Linked DNA regions of Mus musculus: all the other regions are linked to region 4. Evidence: chromatin contacts called from public capture Hi-C and promoter capture Hi-C data. All regions are on one chromosome and are shown on one strand. The core of a region is the stretch at or near the end of the contact, and the rest is flanking DNA. Distances in the headings are between cores, read along the strand shown.

Region 1 (4,302 bases), core at 1,302-3,801, 920 kb before region 4:
TTTACTAGTGTTATGAGTTGTAATGTAAACACCCTATATGCAGGATATCTGATATGTGACACACACACACACACACACACACCCCAAGGGGTCTCAACCCACAAATTGAGAATCACAGCCATAGACAGTGCAAATCCTGGAGAAACCTGGGAAGGAATCTTCGTTTTCTCACTGTGCACCAGAGAAAGCTGAGCACAGAGCCAGCAGGGCGGGGTGTTGAGTTACAATCGGCGCGTGTGCCAGACAAGACTGAAACTCAAGGACTCGGAGTAAATTGCCTAAGGTCACCTGGCTTGCCCTGTAGAGCCAGGCTTTGAAACCGCAGCCGTCTTTACCACAAGCCGCCAGCCCTCCTCTCTGTGAACCCTTCTGATTGTTTTCTTCTCGCCTTCACTGGGCTGCTCCGGCTCAGCTTCGGGGACCTGGCACCGTTGCTTTACCACCATCCCTCAGCTCTACTTCATCAGTACCGCGTTTTCAATTTTCTGAGTTCTGGTTCCCTAAGACTCAGGTACAAAGGGACCTTGGGTACCACTGACCAATCAGGCAAGAAAAATCTCACCCCAGAATGAGTGTATGAAGGCAAAACAGTGTGAGTGTAGACAAAACAGCCACATCAACAATCACTCAGAATGCTGGTCCAGTCAGGTGTGCCTTTGTGATTGGACAACTCAGAACACAGCAGACGCCCACCAAGTGCTAGGATCCTTGGATCCCTGGGCTTGTATGTCTAGGGCTTCAGACTTGGTTGTACACAGAGACTTGAATCACATCAGGGAGATCCTGGCCCTTGTTCTCTCTGCCTTTATGATGGGGCTGTTTGTCCTTTTTGGGCTTCTTTAATCCAAGCAAGTTGGCTATGGGCAGCTCAGAACCTACATGGGTTTATCTTTATATGTCTTTAGGTTGTTCCATTCCACACAGGGCTACACAGTGAAACTCTTTCTCAAAAAATAAAATAAATACCTATAGAGTAAGTGGGGGAAGAAAGCATCTTTTCCAACGGACCCTGGCAAAGTCCCAGGGAACACTCTGATTGGCCTTGGATTGGTCATATCTCCACCCTAGGGAGACAGATGACTTTAAACAGAATGTTAAGGGTCTGGCTGGATGTAATGGTACAGGCCTATAATCTCATCTGCCCAGAGCTCAGGCAGGTGGATCCTGTGTCACAATGAAGGAAAAAGAAAAGGCTGTCAGAGTGGTTCAGTGGTAGACGCTCGGCAGGCTCAAGTCGAGGGGTGTGAAAGAAAAGAGTGTGGGACCACACTGTCTATATCCCAGATTTCAGTGATAAAGACATTCAAGGAAGTGAGTTTGCTAGAAGGAAGGTTGGGGCCAAGCATGGCGGCGTGTACCTCAGCACTGCAGAGGTGAAGGCGGAGGGCCAAGAGTTCAAGTGAGCTGGGCAGGCCTTTAATCCCAGCATTAGGGAGGCAGAGGCAGGCAGATTTCTGAGTTCGAGGCCAGCCTGGTCTACAAAGTGAGTTCCAGGACAGCCAGAGCTATAGAGAGAAACCCTGTCTCGAAAAACCAAAAAAAAAAAAAAGAGTTCAAGCGAGGTAGGGAGACGGCTCAATGATGCAATGTTTGAGGAGCAACCATGAGGACCGACATCCAGGTCCCCAGCACCCCCATAAAGCAGGGCAGCTGTGCAGCTCTCCCTCAGCACACGGGAGGGGTGGATGGGAATTTCTGAGGCAAAATGGCTAATGAGAATCACAGCAAGAGAATAAAGCAGAGAGGGGTTGAGGAAGACACCCAGTATCAACTGCAGGCCTCCACAGGCATGGACACATACATAGGGACATATACCACTCACCGTACACATGTGCACACACTATATATATACCACATATATACATAACTACCTCACACCCAAATACACACTACATACATCAATACACATACCATATGTACATACCACATACCTACATAGCACATACACATAGCTCATACACACACCACACACATATACCACATACATAACACATTAACACTGCCTATACAACACATATTACAAACACATGCACACCCCTCATACACACACCACACACATACACACACACCAAATACATAACAAACACATGTGCTCACATATAAACACACTACATACACCACAAATACACATACCATATACCCTATACCACACACACACCACACATATACACCACATACATACGTACATACCACACACAAACACCACATACATACACATACCACACACACACACACACTAAACCATACATATACACATACACCACTCAGACACTACATAACACACCACAAATACACACCACATGTGCTCATAAGCACAGGCAGACACACACAGACACACTCAGGGTTCAAGGCCACACATTAAGGTTAGCATTATCCACATTACCTGGGAGAAAGGACTCTAAGCCTACCTGTGGGGACTTATCTTGATTATGCTAATAATGTGGGATGATGCATGTTAATTGTAGGTGGGATGGTCCTCTAGGCTGGGGATCCTCCACTCTATAAAATATAGCAAGGTAGCTAAGTGGCAGGAAGCCGGTTTCCTTCTCGTCTACATTGTAATGCCTCGAGCTTGTAAGTCAGAATAAAGCCTTTCTCCCTTACATTGCCTTTGTCAGGAACACACAACACAGAACACAGCAACAGGAACATAGCTAAGACACCGTCTCTTGCCATATAGGGAGTCCGAGCCCGGCCTGGGCTACCTGAGATCCTGTCTCCAAAATAGCAGAACTGAAAGCAAGCAAACCAAACCACGGGTAAGAGCTTCCTCTGGGGAGGCAGGAAGGCTGCTGGGAGATTGGCTGAGTTCCATCTCTTGACCTGGAAACTTTCAAGGTAATTACAAGGGGATTTGCTTCTTGAGAACTCATTATGTGTGACATTTGTTTCATGTGGTTTTTACTCTTATTAAAATAAAAAATGGTTTTCTGAACGAGTGAAAAACAGCACATGTGCTCAGCTTACTCACTTACGGGCTTGGTGTGTTCCCGTTGTCCACAGATTGAGCGCTGGTGAGGCTGGGTCTGACCTACTTTACCATCACCGAGGGACCCTGTGGGAAAAGGGAAGAGAAAGGGAAAGGCAAGGGAGTGGAGACCAGGGAATGGAGATGATCAAGATACATTGTTCCATGTATGGAAATTTCAAAAGATAAATCTGGGGGGTGGGGAGGGGGCGGGGGACAAGGAGGAGGCGGGTTCCAAAACAGGAAGGAGTAGACTAGAGAAGCTTGAATGCCAGCAGGAGGCTTGTCTGTGCCAGGAACCATCATCCTGAGGATCAGAGACATGAAAGGTGTTCTGCTCTGCAAACTGGTGCTAAGAGCCAGGAAGAGCACTAAGGATATTGTCTAGAGTGCCACAGGCCAACACACAGCATCCCAGAATCCCAGCATCCCAGCTGTCCTTCACCTTGCTGGACCCCTGGATTTCATCTTCTTCTTTCTCTGTATTTTCCCTGGTCTTTATGTTTGTAATCTCTCTGTGCCTTCTATTTAATGCACTATTTAATGGCACTCATAAACTCAGGGAACAATAGTAAGAAAGTCTCTCCAAATGAAGTTTAAAATAATGGCCTTCTTCTCACTTAAAGTGATTCTTACATAGCATATGTATACTGTTGAACTCTAATATACTTCAGTAGGAAATCTCACAAGCCAGATATGGTGGCGCATGCTTGTATTCCTAGGACCTGGGAGACTGAAAAAGGATTGTCATAAGCCAGAAGCCAGGTGGGTCTACACATCAAAGTCCAGGCAAGCCAGAGATCCTTGGTGACACCCTATCTCAAAACGCCAGAACCGGGGCTGGAGAGATGGTTCAGCGGTTAAGAGCACTGGCTGCACTTCCAGAGGTCCTGAGTTCAGTTCCCAGCAACCACATGGTGGCTCACAACCATCTGTAATGAGATCCGGTGCCCTCTTCTGGCCTGCAAGCATGCGTGCAGCAAGAAACCTGTATACATAAGTAAAGACATCTTAAAACAAACAAAAGCAAACAACAAACAGTCTGGCAGTGGCGACATATACACTCCTTTGATCTCAGGAGGCAGAGGCAGGCAAATTTCTGAGTTTGAGGCCAGCTTGGTCTACAGAGAGAGTTCCAGGACAGCCAGGGCTACACAGAGAAATCCTATCTTTAAAAAAAAAAGGGGGGAGGGGGGAAGGAAAGGAAAAGGAAAAGAAAAGAAAAAAAGAAACAAGAAAAGAGAAAAAAAACCAACAAAAGATAAAAAACGAGATATATCAGTATATGCCTGCAACAGTAGCATTTAAGAAGCAGGCTCTTTCCTTTCTGCCAC
Region 2 (4,213 bases), core at 334-2,833, 720 kb before region 4:
GGAAGGGACTGAGGTGAGCAAGTGGCCCTGCAGGACTGAGAAGGCACGGGGACCAATTGTGATCACCTCCTCGATAAACAGCCAGGGGTGACAAGCCCCTCCAAGCAAGGATGGCTTCTTCAATCCGTGTTCAAACAGGGCCTTGAGGGCTGGGCAGAGGGTTCCTCGCACGAGGTCTGTTACTCCTTCTGTCACAGAGTCGTCCCCCGCAATGGAGTACTGATGGAGAGAACATTTGAGAAGCGCTAGCCTGACACCTGCAGCCAGCCACCCCCTGTCACCCTGGCAGCTGTCACAGGGTAGGATGGTCTCACACTAGGCTGCAACAAAGAGCAGCTCCACATTCTTACCTCTTTGCTTCGCTCATCCAGGACCTCCACAAACTTGGCTGGAAACCAGCCTGTGGGGGGAAGCAGCTATGTGGGGAGCAGCAGAAGCTGTCCCAGCCCTTCTCCCCAAGGACCAAGGACAAAGGGCTCCCAAATCACCCAGAACCTTCAAGCAGGACAGGCATGCCAAGAAGACCAAGAGGGAAGAAAAGCCCAGCACCCTCGGAGGCTCGGGGTCTGCGGCTGTAGGCCTAGGTAGAGCAAAGGCCTTCCTTGCCAGCCTGCAGCACACAAAAGCCCTCACCTCTCAGGCCGTTCAGCTCACCCACCCAGCAGTGCTCATCCTTCTGGGAAATGATCTGCAGAAGAGAACGGGCCAGGGCTCAGGGCCTTCCCAAAGCAGGCGTCCTCAGTACCCGCCGGGCTGAGATCAAGCTTATTCAACATCAGCTCTACAGGGAAGGTGGGGAGGAGGCAGCAGGAAGTGTGCACGCTAGGCCCCCCACACACCGTGATGATGTCATTTTTGCGGAAGCCTAGCTCATCATCATCGTGCCGCTCAAAGTCCAGCAGGGCCTTGGCCCGGCGCCGGTGGCTGCGTAAGCATGCCACGTAGTTCTCATGGTCCCGCTGGTGGCTCTCCATGCTGTAGTCTGGGGTCAGCTCCTGGCAGAAAGGAAAGGCCCACACAGTGGAGGAGGAGCCTCAGTGCCAAGAGTGGGCTGGGGAAGGAGAGCCCCAAGTTGAGGGGAGCCTGACACTTACCACACTACAGTTCTTGGGGTCTGTGCACTGGAAGTGGCGTGCCACACGCAAAATGGCTTCGCGAAGGTCGGCTACCAGCTCTGTTTGCTTGATGTTCTTTGCCTTGAGAGCTTCTAGGTCGTCCTCTCCTGGGGGGGGGGGGGGCACACTGGCATAGTAACAGGTCCTGCCGAATCTCCACTCCCGCTAGGATGCACGCAGTAGCTGGTTCTGCCCAGCCCCAGAAGAGCCAGCACCCACCCACACTTGGGCTCACCAAAAAGCAGGGAAGTGATACCAGACTTCCTCCGCTGCGTCCTGCGCCGTACAACCTGTGGAGAGGACGGCAGGTCAGTGGGCAAAGTAGCCACTCAAAAAGGGGAGACACTAACGTGCTTGTGGCTCACTAAGCCTGGGCATTTCTAATGGCTGAAGCTGACTCTCACATCAAGGCGTATCTTCAGCTCAGGCTTAAACTACCCAGTTCAGAGTTCAGGAATGCATGTTACCAAGGAAGCCTACAGCACCCCTTAGTGGCCGTCTGATGCTCTAACTGGGCGTTTGCAGGCAGATGCATGGGAGAGACAGTCTGTTCCTCACACCCCCTCAGTCTGAGAACTCCGTGATTTGGCAAAGACAGGGCCCACCTGAGAGAGGTTAGTGGTGGTGCCCGTCCCCAGGGTTTGGCCTTGGTCTGCAATAAGGTAGGCCAGGTGCTTGCGACGCTGGGTCTCCACGGCCACATCAGTGAGGGAGCCAGCCAGCCTCATGGCCTCCCCCAGCAGCAGCTCTGCGTCATCCATCTGTGCAGGAATGTCTGACAGCGTGTTGAAGATGGAAGCTGAGTTCTCAGACTGTATCAGCTCTTCCTCCTGGGAGTGGGAGAGTAAGGAGCGTGGCCCTGGCACCCTCCTAGAAACCTGTGCCCTTTGGCATGCCCAGGAAGTTCCCCCTGCACACCCACACTCAAGGCTTCTCTCAGGCAACGCTATGATGAAGACTGGACTACTGCAGTGTGTCCCCAGAGGGTGACACCAGGGCTACCATATTAGGTACATGCTCTCCTGTTCTGTCTAGAAGCCAGGTAGCCCTGACCAGTGGACAGGAGACTCTGCAAGCACCTTAAGGCGCAGCATGCCCAGCGTAGTCTGGAACAACACCAGGGAGCCCTCGTAGAAAAACAGGTCCCAGATGCGCAGCAGCAGTCTGATGTGCACCACGCTGGCGAAGGCCGTGAGGAACCAGTGCAGCGTGATAAGAGACAGCTCTGCCAACAGACACCAAAGACACCTGTAGGATCAGCCTGGGCAAGTACGGGCCAGCTCCCAAAAAGCAGCAGAGGGGAGGGGAGGGGAAGAGAAGGGAAGGGATGGGAAGGGATCAGAATGCAAAAGGACAAAAGCAACGTAAGCCACATGAGCCTCCGCTGCCTCGAAACCTTGGAGCTCAGAGGTGGTACCACCATCTTGGGATCCCTGAACCTTGGGGAAGAAGGCAGCCAGGTCTCACCAATGTCGTGCTCCTGCAACAGTTTGTCTAAGCGAGGCAGGTACTGGACAATCAGGTGGCGCAGGACCCGCTGGTCAGTCTGGACTCCCAGCAGGGTAGTGCTGAAGTAGGAGGCAGGCAGCAGGTCCTCAATAATGGCACACATCATCCAGAAGGCATCCTCCTCCTCCAGGAACAGCAGGAGACAAGCAGCCACCTAGTCAGAGAGGGGAGCATGGGGCTCCTACCCAGACTCATGTGAATCAGAAAAGGGGCTCTATTCTAGGATAGATACTCGGCACACCTCTTCAGGCTGGTTGAGAGGGCCCCTAGGGGGAAAAAAAAAGATCCCATGGCCCTCCTTGAGGACTCCCAGGTCAATCCCGGCCTCCCACCCTTACAGCACCTTAGGGAAACATGCCTCAGAAGAGGCCTGGAGAAGACCCTGGTATACCAGTTGCCTCCCAGGTTGCTCACCATGCCTGTGCCCTGGCAGTAGCCAATCTCTGGGTAGAGCCAGGCCAGTGCTCGGAGGACTCTGCGCAGGCGGGGAACACCGATGCTGTTCACATTGGCAAAGCAGGCGTTGCTGGGCATGGTACGGAGCAGGTCCTTTTCGATCTGTCAGATCCCCATACCACCCCAAGAGACCTTGTTTGATGCAACTGTAGACTGATGCCCATGCAATAAGGTAGAGAAGCTGTGGGTGGCTTGCTTCCGTCCCAGGAATAGGGATTCTGTAATAGTCCAGGCCAAGGCTAACCCTCCCTTCTCCAGGGTTAGACCCCATCAAGTATAAAATTGAGCCCACACTAGCCACTGGGAGCCCCTTTTCTGATTCACATGAGTCTGGGTAGGAGCCCCATGCTCCCCTCTCTGGCTAGGTGGCTGCCTGTCTCCTGCTGTTCCTGGAGGAGGAGGATGCCTTCTGGATGATGTGTGCCATTATTGAGGACCTGCTGCCTGCCTCCTACTTCAGCGCCCAGATCTATATTTAAAATTTCCTGCTCTTCCTCATGTGGGGCCATCTCCATGTCCTTCCCCCACACTGGGACCTTTAGATTACTCTCCTTGCAGCCCCCAAGGACCTGGAAAGGAGCAAGTGTACTCTAGGCCACACTCCTGAGTAAAAGGGCTACCTACCCTGCCAAGGAGACCGACAAGGGGCAGTCTCAGAGGTGACCTCTCCCTCCTGCCAGAGCACACAGGCTCTGCCCAGCACTTCCTCCTGACTGGCTGGCTGCCCCATGTTACCTGTTTGGCAGCGATGGTCTCATCGTTGGAGCTGTTCTTTATAATCTCACGGTAGGACAACTCAGAGTTCTTCTTCTTCTGCAGCGCCCCAGAGAGCCGCATCCACAACTGGAAGGAGAAGCCATGTAGCATGGTTTCTCTTGTGACAGACCAGGGCACTGTCAGCCCCCTGGGAGCTCCTTGTCTCTATGGCCATCTTACCTGTGGCCTCATGCCATGTGGGATGCCAGCCAGCACTAGGGAACGGAGTTTCTCAGAGCGGGGGAGGGAGACTGCAATCTTGTCCCAGGTGAGATCCCCAACATCATGGTTATGGGTGAACTCCAGGTGAGCCTGCCAACGTAGCCTCTGCGGGGGGTCCTCCACCAGGGGTGAGCCTGTCATCTGGCTGCATCCAG
Region 3 (4,234 bases), core at 296-2,795, 950 kb before region 4:
TCCCTTGCAGCTTGGGGTCACTACGTCTCTGGAATCATCTCCTGCTGTTTCCCCTTCTCGGGCTATTGTTAGTTCTGTACCTTACCCTCCTCCACCGTGCCCTGGTGACTCCTATAGGATTTTCTAGATCCACCTGTTACTCAGAGGACCCCATTCTTCTTCGCTTCATCCATTTACTCAGAGGGCCAGGAGTCAAGACTCCCAGATATCTGCTGAGAACAACTTCATATCCCCGGGATCCACCAGAAAACCTTGTCAAAAAGGCTTGAAGGACATTTGTGTGTGTGTGTGTGTGTGTGTGTGTGTGTGTGTGTGTGTGTGTGTGTGTGTGTGTGTGTGTATTTGCAGCCTCATCTTTTCAGAGAGAGATGGCCAAAGGTTTCAGATAGGTTCCTAGGCATATGTGAGAAGTGACTGTCACCATGGGTGTGGGGTGTGTTTCAGGCTCCACAGCCCTGCCCTCTCCCGGTTTTCTGTCAGGGATTTCCTTGGACCATGTCTCCTGAGTCTGGGCTTTCCCAATAGGGTAGGGACTGGAGCTGTGTTACACCCCAGAAGCTTGGGAATTTCTCCACACCAACCTTCCCTCTTTCCCCTTCATTCCCTTCTCCTTCAGAGCTAGAATTTTAAGGCATTGACGTTCTGCAAATGTCAAGAAGCTTAATTCACCAGAAAAGTTAATCCTCTCACGCCCTGTGAAGTCTTTTGCTCCCAGCAGCCTTTGCCAGAAGACAGCAAGGACCACTCAGACCCCATTTCCCCAGTGCGAGGCCAGAGGATTGAGCCCAGGATAGCGGTGAATCAAAGCGCTTCTGCTGGCTCCCACATACTACCCGCCCGCTGTCTTGCTGTCTTGCTTGCTTGCTTCTCCAGCCTTGATTCCCCCCCCCCCCCCCCTGCAAAGCATATTTGGGACTCATCAGCAAGCTTTCCCCTCAAGCCTGCCTCACGTCTTGTCACCAACCCTTGTTGTTTCTAAATGTGCCTCTGCCCCATCTCTATTCCTCCCTGCCCCTTCTGTCCTAGCTGGTGTCCCCTCCTCTCCTCTTCCTCTTCAGGCAAAGCCGACTGCAGATCTTATCACCAAGAACTGTAAGATAAAGTTTCCCAGGCAGTTTGGCTTGGGAGGTGAAACCTTCCCATTTTCCACACCCATCCCGGAGGAGGGAGGACTCCAACTCGACTCACCCGCCAATGTGAAATTATCCTGGCCATCGGAGATGTTGCTGGCATTGGGGCCAGTGGACAGCAACGAGGCTTGCAGATCCATGCAGCCGGTGCAGGTCGCCTGCTCCCTGGAGTGGAGCGCCCGTCCACCCACGCAGGCTGCGGCAGCCTCCAGCGCCCTCCACCGCCTTGTCCGGAGCTTGAGCCCCGCAGTCCAGAAAAGGGTCTTCCTCTACCGCCTGGCAGCCTCTGCTGCCTCTGAGCCCAACTGCTCGCCCCACTCCCTCCTTCCCAGCTCCCACTGACATCACCTAGACACATTAACATTCGGAGGCAGATGCATGTTAACCTCTTCGGTCCCGGCTGCGGCTCCTACTCCTGACTGCCTGCAGAGCCAGCAGCTAGGCTCAAGCCATCCCATGCGGAGGAGCCTGCCTTTGCGCTGTCTCCCAGGGCTGAATTCTGAGCTCACAGGGGCTACCGCTTATCTTGCATGGCCATCCAGGTCTTTGCAAAAGCAAAGGGGGTGGGTGGGGGAGCAATGCTTGCTTTAAAGAAGCTGGACCACGTGGCAAAAGCCAGGGGTACTGTTCTCAATGCTGGGGACTCAAGCCTGGACTGACACATCCTTGGTTCCCAAGCACTCTGGAGGTCACCCTAAACCTTTCCTGTGTCCTGGTAACTTCCAAACATCTCCTTGGCTAGATGACAATTGCTAGTTGTGCAAAGGAGGTTCCAGGCTTTCTGTGGTGCCAATAGTCAGGGGCTGGTGTGCAGACAGAACAAACTTCCCTCTGCACAGATCAGTGGAGGCCAGCCACAGAGGGTTTTATTTTCTAGTGTTCTGAGGTTTTGTCTGGGATTCTGTGAAACAATTATCAGAGCATAAGAGAATAAATAAGTCCACTCAGAGATTAGAATGGACAGTAGCCTCAGAGGGCACAGGCATTAGAGAACTCTCTGCAGACTCCTGCTGACAGCTCCGGGAGATTCACAATCAAATGCTACACCACCAGGGCCAGATGCAGAGCCTAAGTCCTTGGCTAACATGGTTGCCTGTTAACCCTTATCAACGAGCACAGAAGCACAGAGAGACATCCTTATAGCTACCCCGAGTTCCAGCCATACTCTTCCTTACTGATGTTGGATATGAACATGCCTGGTTTTTCAGGCCGAGTTGTTGATTGTCCCTAGTATACCTCTTCTTCTAGGCCTCTTGATCCACCAGCATGAAGAACTTAAAATAAGGCTGTATGGGGGCTGGGGATGGAGCTCAGTTGGTAGAGTATTTGTCTCACAGGCACGAAACTCAGGGTTTCATCCCCTATACTCATAAACTGGACATGCATGCCAGTAATCCCAGCACTTAGGAGGTGGAGGCAGGAGGATGAGAATTTCAGGGCTTCCCCCCCCCCCACAGAGAGAGAGAGAGAGAGAGAGAGAGAGAGAGAGAGAGAGAGAGAGAGAACCAGATGGTAGTTTGACCATAGGCACAGTGGGATGGTTAGTGTATTTCTGGTGGACTCTGATGCCCCCAACTCCATGATGCCCCCAGACCCAGGTGTCCTTTGTGGTATTAGTGGAGGGAATACTGTGGTGGTTTGAATGAAAATGTCCCGCACAGGCTCATACATGTGAATATTGGGTCCCCAGTTAGTGAGCCTTGTTTGGGAAGAATTGAGAAGTATATTACTAGGTAGGGATGCTTTTGGGGTTTCAAAAACCCATCCCTCCGTTCCCAGTTAGCTCTCTGGGCTCCTGCTTGCAGGATGTAAGCATTTATCGGCTCCTGATACCCCATCTTTGCTCCACCATTATAGACTCTAACCCTCTGAAACACTTTCTTTTATAAGTAGCGCTGTTTGTAGTGTCTTTAGAGCAATAGAAAACCAAGACAGATGCTCTCTGGGTTTCTCTAGGGGACTAACCAGTGTGTTCTTTAGCCTCACATGGTCAACTTCCCCTCAAGCATTGCAGTTTCTCTGAGTCTTATGACTCCTTTCTCAAAACTGCCAGGCCAGACAGTGAGCCGGTGATGGCACTGGTCTTTAATCCCAGCACTCAGAAGGCAGAAACAGTCGGATCTCTGAGTTCAAGGCCAGTCTGCTCTACAGAGTGAGTTCCAGGAAAGCTAAGGCTACACAGAGAAATTCTGTCTCAAAAAAAGGAAACAAGATAACAAAAACCCTCTGTCAAGTAGCCGAGGTCAGTGGGGAAGGATCAGCGGGGAGTTGTTGTTGAAAGTGTACTGAGTTTCTGTGTGCAGAGGTAGAGAGCTAGAAATAGACAGCATTGATGGTTGAGCAGCACTGATTAATACATGCTTAAAAAAAAGATTTATTATATAAATGTGTACACTGCCTCTATCTCCAGACACACCACAAGAGGGCACCGGATCCCATTACAGATGGTTGTGAGCTACCATGTGGTTACTGGGTATTGAACTCAGGACCTCTGGAAGATCACTCAGTGCTCCTAACCCCTGAGCCATCCCTCCAGCCCCTTAATGCATGTTCTGAATACTGCTGAATTTGACACAACTCGTTAAGGGGGCAGGAATGTATCTCAGTGGTAGAATATTCTTGCCTGGCATGTACAAGGCCCCGGGTTTAGACTTCAGTATCACATGCAAAGAGTTAAAATGGACAGTTTTGTATTATGTGAATTTTACTGCAATGTTAAAAAAAAAAGTAGTGGTAAATTTCTGTATACAATCTAACAGCCACTCGAGGACAAGCAGTCTCTGCCACGGTAGCTGGAGCACCTTTGTCTTCTTCCTATAGGCTACTTCCAGGAGCCTCCCCAGCCCGATTTCAGCATTAGCTCCAGGTATCCATCCCACCCCCTCTCCCAGGGTGTTCTCGCCCATGAAGCAGGAGTGTCCCTGCCAAGACAACCTCTCCTTTCAGTTTGACATTTGTGCCACGCTCTAGCACCCTATAAATTCATTCCTTATGCACGTTCCCATTACTTATATTTTTTCCAGTCCATAATAAGAGAATGTCCATATAAGGGACCATATCTGAAAATGATAAACGTCCTCTTGAAAGGTATGTTATCAATTGAA
Region 4 (4,035 bases), core at 1,341-3,840:
TCTGAGCACGTCTCTTGAGTTCAGAAGCACTTGGAGGTTTTAGGGTACCGCTTGCAGTAGCCGCTTCCCAGGATGGGTGAATGACAAGCAAGTCCTCTATGGTGGAGAGTCGACTAGGGTGGAGGAGTGAGCGGGAGGTTCCTACAGCAAAACCCCACCCACTTGCCCAAGGTCAAGGGGAGTCAACCTGCGGGGATAAAGACTTGCCGGCGCCCCCTGGCGGACTTAGAAGATACCCTCACTGGTCCAGTCTTGCAGAAGCTATTGATTCAAGAGCCAAGTGGGGAAGGCAGACAAGGAGGTTAGACAGGAACTCAGGTAAGAAGGGTAGAGAACTTCAGTCGAGGGAAAGAGGGGCCTCCAGACAGGCTTTTAGCCCCTCCCCCAAACTGTTCTAGCTGCCTGAGGAGCCTCCTGCTCGCAGGCACTGCTCTGAGCAGCCGTAGTGATTCCCTCAGGCCTTCTACGGTTATGGAAGGTTCTCCAGTTGGGTGCCAGGCCAGCGCAGGGTCCCCTTCTTGTCTCTTCATCCACCCCTAATCTGCTGCCCCAAGCTTAGTTCTAGCTCATATCTTCCTATCCCATCCTGACATCTCACCCACTGATACCCCGTGCCTGGAAACCACTACTGCCCAGGCCCAGGACTTGGAGCCCAAACAGAAAGTTTGTCCCGAGGGGTGGACAAGAGTTTTGAAGGAGTCCTTGAAGCTGAGTCCGGATGTTGATTCACGAAGTGATTCCAGTTTAGTGAGTGAGAACCAGAAGACAGGCCTGAACCCCCTCAGCAAACCTTTTCCCCAGCCTGGCCCTGGGACCCATACCCTTCCTTGTGTGTGGCATTTGAGTCTGCAGGCAGTGGTAGAATCTGCAGAGACAAATCTCCCACACAATGAGCAATGAGGAAAGGACTGCTCAGGCCAGCCTGAGCCCTCCATTCTAGGACGGCAGTCACATGCGAAGCAGACCCTGTCACACTACGCAGACACAGAGAGGCAGGCTCTCTCTCTCTCTCTCTCTCTCTCTCTCTCTCTCTCTCTCTGCCTCTCTCCTTTTTTCTGTCATACACACACACACACACACACACACACACACGCATGCACTCACACCTACACACATGCATACAACTCAAAACCCAGACTCCACAGGCCAGAATACATTCAGGGGTCTCTCCTTGGACCCCGATCTCCTCTCAAAAACCTAAGATCCTGCTGAGAAAGGACAGAGCACAGGGGCTGGCCGCTGTCTCCGCTGGGCCTATTTCTGAGCCCCCTCCCCCAGGCTTCCTGACCTCCCAGAAAAGAGATCTACCCACCCCCTGCTGAGCCCTCTTGCCCCTTCACTCCACACACACCATCCAACAGACAATTAAATCCCAATCATCACAAACACTCATTATATAACCTTCTCCCTGGCAGCTGAGGACTCCTCTTGGCCCCTTGGACTGCCCGCTCCAACCCGACCTGGCTTCATGCAGCGCGACCTAGGTGGGCGCCTAGGGTGACTGGCGAAGGAAGGGCCCTCCACCACCCGGCCTGGAGGAAAGTTAAACCCTGCCCGGGGTTCTCTCACTCAATCCCGCCCGCCGTCCTCCGTCTCTAGCTAACGCTCCTAGCTCAGCCCTGCCGGACACTGGCACCAGCTCTGATCCAGCTGGTCGCAGAGCCGCAGCAGAGGGACAGCAGGACGGACGGACAGACCGCCCGGGCCCCCGCCAGCAGCCTGACTTGTTGAATAAATTTCTGCAGCGCTGGTTGAGCCGGCTTTGGGTTTCAGTATTGGCACCAAGAGAACTTTCGTGGCCTTGGAGAGGGGCCCCGGTCAAAGTTCCCTGTCCTTCCAACGCAGGGCCCCCACCCCACCCCCCAAGCAAGGGATGTGACGCCCACCTGATGGGTACGCGCGGGCGGGTGAGGGGGATCAGTCCCCAGAAATAATAAATAAATAAATAAACAAACAAAAACGCCTCTATAAAGAAAGAGCCCGACGCGCCAAGAAACCAAGCTGGGGGCTGAGCCTCTCCTTCCCCCTCCACCGTCACTGCCTCCCCTACCTTGGCATGGACGTGGCTGGGCAGCGGGGTCGTCCCGGGCAGAGATGCGGGGGTGACGCGTGTCCCCGAAGCCGGCGTGGAGAGGGACCCCGCGCCCCGCCGGCCCCACGCCTCAGATTCCGGGATCAGCTGCGCCCCCGGGGCGAGGGGGGCGGCGCACGCAGGGTGGCGGGCCCGGGGGCGCGGGCCATGGCGGGCGGGTCGCCGCGGCTCGGGGCGGGTGGCGCGGACGAGCGGCGGACCGCGCGGAGTTGGAGCGCGCGGCGGGCGGCGGGCGCGCGGCGCTCCGGGCCGGGGGCGGGGGCGCGGGGCCGCGGCAGGGCAGGTGCGGGGCGGCAGGCGCGGCGGAGCGCGGGGTCGGGTCACCCGGGTCCCCGGCTTCGGCGCCCCTGGCGCCCCCGGCCCGGACTCGAGGCGCAAAGGGGCTGCGCGCGACGGGGGCTGCGGAGGAGCCGGAGCGCCAGGCGGTGCGGGGACGTGCGGCGGCGGCGAGACCGAGCCGCGCCGCGTGCGAGGAAAAGCCGTCCTTATACTGACACCAAATGTCTTCGGGGAAAGCTGCAGGCTCGGGGCGCTGGAGGGGGAGGTGTGCGGGCGACAGACTGAGTGACGGTGGCGCGACTGAGTCCCCTCCGGAGAGGCGGGAGCCCCCGGGAGTGCAGCCACCTCCTAACAATTTAGGGTCGCACCGCTGGGGAGGGTCCTGACCCTTTTGGCCCTGGGCTTTGTCCATCATGCGTAAAAACGGGAGAGCCTTTGAATGAGCAGCCCAGGTGCCTAACGCTTATTGGTCTTGTTACACTTCGGATTCTCACTGGGCTTCCTGTTGGGGTGCTTGCTCCACTGCCCAATGAGGGGGTCACCAGCATAATGCTCGAACCGGTCTCCAAAGGTCGTTCAGAAACCCAAGTTCCCACCAAGCTTCCCATTCTGGTCCCACTTCTTCCTGCCCTTCAAGATGGACGCAAAAGACCACCAGCAGTGGCCGTTGCATGCCTGTAATCCCAGAAGAAGCAGGCAGACCTTTAAATTCGAGATTATCCTTAGTCCATAAAGCCAGTTCCAGGCCTACATAATGAGAACCCAATCTCAAAAAAAGAAAAGGAAAATCCTACCTCCTTTTAAAAGCTTCTGAGTGACCTACACGCCCCCCTCCCGTCCACGAGGTGAGCAGATGCCCATCTTTACCCAGCTGCAAGGTCAATCTTCCACCTCACCCCTGGGCAGCTGAGAGACCATGAAATGGGCACCCATCTCTCTTGTTTTCTGCAGCACCAACTCCCCAATCCCAGCCCTCTTACCAGGTAGCCCCACCTCCCCCCTGCATGGGTTATAGACTCCAGGAAGGAGTGTGCAGGATTGTGAGCCCTTTTCATTGGTTCCTATGTATATAAGCAGATTAAAGGTATCGAGATCCTGCCAAATGCCAATCAACTGCTTGTTTTCCCTGGGACCCTGGAACAGGGCACCTCATTTTGCTGTCAACAAAACTTGAGACTAGAGATGAGCCTTAAGCCAGAGGTCGCTCTGCTGGAGAGCAGCCGCCCCATGTATGAAGTGGGTGCTCCCCGGTCCATACCCACTGTCAGTTTGTCTTAGCTTTCTGCTGCTGGAATGGTAGGACATTGACCAACAGCAACTCTGGGAGGAAAGGGTTTATTGGGCTTTAAGCAGCCATCATGCAGGAAGCTGGAGGCAGGGACTGAAGCAGAGGCTACCAGAGGGCTGCTGCTTCCTGACTTGTTCCTGGTGGCTTGCTTAGCTTGCTTTCTTATACAACCCAGGACCACTTATCCAGGGGTGGTACCACAGCGGGTTTCGGTTAATCCAGAAAACAGCCCACAGCTGTGTCCGCAGGCCAATCTAAGGAAGCAGTTCCTCACCTGAGCTCTCCTCCTTCTAGGTGTCTCTAGTTTGTGTCAAGTTGACAAAAACCAGGCTGGATAGCCAGAGCAAGTGGGGGCCAGAGCAAAAGGGAGAAGGGG

What was found. Promoter capture Hi-C pulls out the DNA fragments that hold promoters and counts their contacts. Capture Hi-C pulls out chosen DNA fragments and counts their contacts.
Region 1: a promoter capture Hi-C map of pre-B cells shows a contact between it and region 4, with 5 times the contacts expected there. The contact joins the enhancer-like site here to the promoter of Cacna1i in region 4. A contact is called at or near these places in 7 of 39 promoter capture datasets (the 3T3-L1 cell line, HPC-7-derived erythroid cells, embryonic stem cells and 4 more), 2 of 484 Hi-C or Micro-C datasets (the G1E-ER4 cell line and cerebral cortex) and 1 of 9 other capture datasets (adipose tissue).
Region 2: a promoter capture Hi-C map of hippocampal neurons shows a contact between it and region 4, with 3 times the contacts expected there. The contact joins the enhancer-like site here to the promoter of Cacna1i in region 4. A contact is called at or near these places in 3 of 39 promoter capture datasets (hippocampal neurons, liver and pre-B cells), 1 of 115 datasets of contacts at active chromatin or transcription factors (forebrain) and 1 of 9 other capture datasets (liver).
Region 3: a capture Hi-C map of macrophages shows a contact between it and region 4, with 9 times the contacts expected there. The contact joins the promoter of Mchr1 here to the promoter of Cacna1i in region 4. A contact is called at or near these places in 4 of 39 promoter capture datasets (embryonic stem cells, hippocampal neurons, liver and 1 more) and 3 of 9 other capture datasets (adipose tissue, embryonic stem cells and macrophages).

What each region holds. Positions count from the first base shown.
Region 1 is chr15:81,209,165-81,213,466 of GRCm38.p6, reverse strand. No RefSeq gene overlaps it. Among named protein-coding and RNA genes, the nearest start is that of Gm31608, 5.8 kb to the left of the region's middle. Within about 2 kb of position 2,551, at least 43 of the 459 cell types and tissues checked have an H3K27ac peak or open chromatin away from gene starts, as enhancers often do. A contact at or near this core is called in pre-B cells, where this site is marked.
Region 2 is chr15:81,006,416-81,010,628 of GRCm38.p6, reverse strand. Sgsm3 (small G protein signaling modulator 3) reads right to left here. Exons shown (of 22, transcript NM_134091.2): 5 at 4,017-4,213; 6 at 3,816-3,923; 7 at 3,039-3,182; 8 at 2,583-2,778; 9 at 2,195-2,340; 10 at 1,721-1,945; 11 at 1,351-1,405; 12 at 1,095-1,222; 13 at 840-995; 14 at 634-688; 15 at 351-400; 16 at 67-219. Among named protein-coding and RNA genes, the nearest start is that of Sgsm3, 31 kb to the right of the region's middle. Within about 2 kb of position 1,583, at least 21 of the 459 cell types and tissues checked have an H3K27ac peak or open chromatin away from gene starts, as enhancers often do. A contact at or near this core is called in hippocampal neurons, where this site is marked.
Region 3 is chr15:81,232,810-81,237,043 of GRCm38.p6, reverse strand. Mchr1 (melanin-concentrating hormone receptor 1) reads right to left here and starts at 1,545. Exons shown (of 2, transcript NM_145132.2): 1 at 1,189-1,545. The coding sequence starts at 1,270.
Region 4 is chr15:80,285,793-80,289,827 of GRCm38.p6, reverse strand. Cacna1i (calcium channel, voltage-dependent, alpha 1I subunit) reads right to left here and starts at 2,590. Exons shown (of 37, transcript NM_001044308.2): 1 at 2,051-2,590. It overlaps Gm31319 (a long non-coding RNA gene), which reads left to right and starts at 97. Exons shown (of 2, transcript XR_384257.3): 1 at 97-318; 2 at 1,416-1,960.